Regions from separate parts of the Macaca mulatta genome. Here region 2 is linked to region 1. Evidence: chromatin contacts called from public Hi-C data. All regions are on one chromosome and are shown on one strand. The core of a region is the stretch at or near the end of the contact, and the rest is flanking DNA. Distances in the headings are between cores, read along the strand shown.

Region 1 (2,551 bases), core at 21-2,520:
TTTTAAAGGGCGGAAGGCCAACCGCTGTGGCTCATGCCTGTAATCCCGGCACTTTGGGAGGCAAAGGTTGGGGGGCGGGGGAATAGCTTGTGCTCAAGAGTTCGAGATCAGCCTGGGCAACACTTCGAGATCCCCGTCTCTACCAAAAATATAAAAATCAGCCAGGTGTGGTGGCGGGTGCCTATAGTTCCAGCTACTCAGGAGGCTGAGGTGGGAGGATCGGAAGATGGAGGCTACAGTGGGCGGTGATGGCCTCAGAGCACTCCAGCCTTGGACAAAAAAAAAAAAAAAAAAGGAGGGGGGAATGAAATGAGTTAAGCAAATGAAATTAGAGTACATTTGCCTTTGATAATGTAAGACTTGTTCTTGAGCACAGTCTGGGGGAAGAGGAACAAAGTAAAAGATACAGGAAAAAGGATGAGTGATGGGGCAAAGTCTCCAAAAAGGTGGAAGAAGATTCAAAGCTTGAGGGAGAGGGGAGAGAAGGTGGGAGGGAGGTAGACGGAATTAGAAAAATATTTGTTTAGGACAGTGAAAAATACCTCACTAAGAAGGGACAGCTGCAGATGCAGATAGGTCTTCTGACCCGTAGCCTCAACAACTAAATTAGGTTTAAGCTTCTTTCAGGCAGTGTCCATGTTGGATCATACATGTACATCTCATTCAAAACCAAAACTGGTACAACGCTTTGTCGGGGACTCAAATAAATGAATAAAAGCGCAACAAGTCAGTCAGATACTGACGGGTGCTAGATGCTTTTCCATTTCACCCATCACCGCTGCTGCTCGAGCAGACCCAAAAACTCTCCCAGGGACCCTGCGATGGGGCAGGGGTGCGAGCCAGCAATCAGAAACTTCCAGCGCTTGGGGTATCACTTTCACACGCGCTGTCCGGGCGAACGCCGCACACCCACGCCGCAAGGGGGCGGGTCCCACCGCCGTCTTTGCGGGAGGGCGGCTCTGCCTTCCCGAGCACTGCAAATCGCCCAATACCCCGGGCAGCAGGGTGGAGGGTCCGTCCGCAAAGCAGAGTGCGTAGGCCCGTGTTGCCAGGGCGAGCCCCTCCGGGAACGCGCACCCCGGGACGCCGCTACCCTGGACACCGACGCGCCGCCTCAACGTGCGCCTCCACCGCTAGCCCTAGCCCGCTCCGCCTCACCGCTACCCATAACCGCTACCTCTCCTCCCACCGGCCACCCCAAGGATTTCCTACGCTGCTCCGGGCAGCGAGGACCGCAACGCCCGCTCACCTAACCAGGCCGTAACCCGCCGCACTGCAGCCCCGTCAGCCCCGCAGTGACTCACGCAGAGCCCCGCCTCCTGCGCTTTCCCACAAGTCCCCGCGGCCTCGCCCCGCCCCCTTTAGCCTGGGCTTGAGCGCGCGCAGGAAGTAAGCTTCGTGACTTCCTTCTCAGGATGGAACCAGCTTGGTGGCTTGAGGGTATGTAAAAGCAATATCTGAGCCTTCTGCCTCCTTCCAATATGACTAAACTTAATAGGGGATAACCCAAAAACTGCAGGATCATCCTGATTTTCTGATCTCCAAAACAATAAAACCTTGACTATTTCGTTGGACTCCCTTCAAACAGTTTAAACTCTAATATTTACCTTGCTAATGTCTAACGATTTGTCTGACCTTTGTGAGTATAACCATGTGAGAAAGTTACTGTTTTTCCACCATGAACAGACTACTGTCAACTGGTAATCCTGCTAATTTTAGGGTATTTTTGTTTTTCTTGAAGTACTGGTATTTGGCAAACTAGTCCTTCCGTCTAACTCCCTTGCATCTTTTGCAAGTAAACTCCTTTTCTGAGTGAATCTATCTCTGAGTCTGTCTTTGACATGTGCCAGTGTTACACTCTGTCTTTAGATATGCCCTGACTTATCAGAGAAAAAAGAACGAAACTTTTAACACTTTTTGCTTCTGCTTCCCGTGTGAGGGAGTCATCCTTGCAATGACAACTCTTAAACGAAAGCAAAACAAAAATAACTGCAGAAGTCCACAAAAGCAAACACAAACTAATGAAACTTTTCATTTAAAACAGGACTGTAACCTCAAATATTATTCTCAAAATCCAGATCGGTGGTTCTCAGTCTTGACTGAACTTTGGAATCACTTAGGGAGTGTATATATATATACATGTGAGTGTGTGTGTGTGTGTATATATATATACTGATTCCTGGTCCTATCCCAGAGATTCTGATGTAACTAGTCTTGAGTGAAGCCAATCAGAATTTTTTAAAGCATAGGATACAGCTGTGCATTTGAAGCTGGAAGCCACTAACCCAGGTGCTAATCAATGAAGAACTAGGCTGGGGTCCTTTCTTACAAGGTCATATCATTAGCACATCCTTCCCATTGTTTAATTATTGGTATCTTTGTATTTTAAAATCATGGTAGTCAAATCATTAAGTGTACATCAAAATATTTACTAATGAATTATTCTTTGGTTGTATTAGGGAGATAGAGGACTTTTTAAGAATTTTTTTGTTAAGTATTTAAAAACAAATATTGATTGATTGGTGTTTTTAACAAAAGCAACCACATTTGG
Region 2 (2,551 bases), core at 22-2,521, 120 kb after region 1:
ACAGGGGTGATGGGACGTGGGGCCCGCGCACCGGCGGCCGGGGCCTCCAACTCCCTCCCTCGGGCCTGTTGCTGCCCCGGGGCGGGCGGATGTGGGCGCCCCGCGGGAGGCCCGAGCCCTCTGGCCCCCGGAACCAGCCGCGACCCGGAGCCTGCCAGAGCCCCGCGGAGCCGGGCGGGACGGGCGCGGTCGGGGGGTGCACGCCGGGCTGGGCCCGCGGGGCCGGCCGGAGCCCGAGCCGGAGCCGGAGCCGGGGCCGGAGGCCGAGCCTGGGCGGGCGGCGCTGGGTGCCGCGCGCAGGGCGGGGCGGGGGGCGGCCGCCCAGTACTCACCAGCGCCGGGGCTGTGCATCCAGGGGCCGGGGCCCTCAGAGCGGGGGGCTCATGGCGGGGCGGGGGGCTGGGGCACCGGCCTCACATCCCCCCAGTCGCCGGAGGCTGCAGAGCGACTGTGAGACGGCGAGAGGAAGGGAGGGGGCCGAGAGGGGGAGGGCCCTGGCAGCCCGGCCGGCCGGGTAGGATGACAATGGAAGGAAATGCTTTATCTGAGTCTGAGAGCGGGCCAAGGGGGAGGGGAGGGAGGGGGCAGGCGCTCGCGGCCCTGGGACACACCACGCCGGCAGACGCTGCACCGGGCGGCGCACAGGCGGGCCGCAGACACCACGCGCGGCCGGATCGCGGCGGGGTGCGGCGCACGGCCAGAGAGGCAGCGCTGAACCCGGAACGCCGACCGCGGCCCCGAGCCCGAGCCGCCGCGAGGCGCTCCGTGCAGTGCACAATTCCCGGAAACCCAGCTACCTGGGCGCACGCACCCTCGCATACACAGCGTACACGAGCACGCATCCATGTTTACAAGGGGCAGAATCATTTACACAGCACACACTGGGGCTTCGGGGTGGACCCCCGTGCACACATTACATACCGGTACAGCCCACAAGCACGCGGGCACAGTGGGACACGCGTGGAGTCCCACGTCCCATACAAGGAATCCCAGACGAACACCCCCCACCACACACACACACACACATAAGCACGACTTGCCTCAGGAAAGTTCCAGGATCTGATTTGAATCACTGCCCAGCCCTCCCCCACTGGCACCCCCCCACACACACACCATGCCTGCTGAGGGGAACGGAAGGGTCCAGCCTGTTCCTATTAAAAGAAAAAGGGTGTGGGGGTGGTGCAGATTTTGAAAGTTTTCTTTTTTTAAAGAAATTTCTCAAGGGATTTCCTTCCCTCCTCTCCTCTTCCTCTCTTCCTCCCATTCCTCTCCCTCCACAACCCCCCTCTTTCCCCCTCCCAGTCCCTATGAGTCAAACTTCAGCAATGTGCCCAGTGTCCCCCAGTGCATTACAGCGGATCACAGAAATGTTCCAGTCTGTGAGTCGGAATGCAGCCGCCTCCAGCCCTCCCTCAGCTAATAAACTCAGCTCAGGGCCGGCTTTAGGCAGTGGCCCTCCCTGCCTCTCCCTCCTCTTTTAGTTGGAGAGAAGGTCAGATTCAGGGGTCAGGGGTCGGGGTTAAGGACCTCGCCATTGTGCTTCCTGGGGTAGCTGGTCAACCATGTCTGCCTCCAGCAATCTGGAGCTGCTCCTAGGAAGAGGAGAGGTCCACCACGCAGGAACACTGGGCTCTCTGCAGCATGAGGCGCCACCACTGCAAACCAAGGAGCAGCTTCCCCTGACCCCATCCTATCTCCCACAATCCTAAGAAACCCCAAGAATCCAGAGAAGGAGAAATTGAGGCAGCCCCAGAGGTGGAGTCAGGTCTGATCGGAAGCAGGAGCCCACAGTGGCCTAGGAGGGCTTGGCCATGCTGGTCGTGAACTTCAAACCGTAGATTCTATTCTGTTCCCTCAGGCACAGCTCAGGACTCACTATCTGTTGCTACCAGCATATTCAGCATGGGACTTCTTGCTTCATCCCCTTTCCTTGTCCCAGTTCTCCGTCGACAGGCAGATCCAACCCTTCTGCGCTTGTTAACTTATCCTCCCAAATGCCTTTCCTGGCATTCAAGCCCTACTACAACATGGCACCAGACTCCATACACATCCCTGCCCAGTGCCTCCTGGTACTTCGGGCTCAGTAGTGTTAGTCGCTATTATTACTATCATTATTTCCACCAGACTGGGCTGCTAGCTGCTTCCCATCATGTCCTCACGCTTCCGCACTCCCTTGCCTTCGCTCATCATGCTCCCTCCAAAATAAATGTCCTCCCCAGCCCCTTTCTCCTTCTGTTGAAATCTTTCCAATCCTCAAGACCCACTCCCTATCTAGTGGGAGGGAGGGAGGGAGCGAGGAAGGGAGGGAAGGAAGGAAGGACTGGAAGAAAAAGAAAGTGACTGTACCACTTTCTCCAGGAGGCTTTCCCAGATTCCCATAGCCAAGAGGGATTCTTCCCTGAACTGTGTGGTCTTTATACATTGACCTTCACCCACCTCGTCTACTTGTATCAACTGCCTTCCTTCCAAGAGCATTCAAGAGTGGATATCCATGAGTCCAGCTACTGCCTTAGTCATGGGTGCATTTCTTGCAGTGTCTTGCACAGAATTC

Evidence for each region. Hi-C and Micro-C count contacts between places; a contact is called where the count stands out from the background.
Region 2: a Hi-C map of fetal cortical plate shows a contact between it and region 1, with 2.4 times the contacts expected there. The contact joins the promoter of HDAC7 here to the promoter of RPAP3 in region 1. A contact is called at or near these places in 4 of 14 Hi-C or Micro-C datasets (cortical neurons, fetal cortex germinal zone, fetal cortical plate and 1 more).

What each region holds. Positions count from the first base shown.
Region 1 is chr11:54,803,684-54,806,234 of T2T-MMU8v2.0, forward strand. It overlaps RPAP3 (RNA polymerase II associated protein 3), which reads right to left and starts at 1,271. Exons shown (of 17, transcript NM_001257451.1): 1 at 1,250-1,271. It overlaps LOC144332827 (a long non-coding RNA gene), which reads left to right and starts at 1,399. Exons shown (of 3, transcript XR_013400975.1): 1 at 1,399-1,440.
Region 2 is chr11:54,919,289-54,921,839 of T2T-MMU8v2.0, forward strand. It overlaps HDAC7 (histone deacetylase 7), which reads right to left and starts at 1,272. Exons shown (of 25, transcript XM_077953943.1): 1 at 1,114-1,272. The coding sequence starts at 1,264.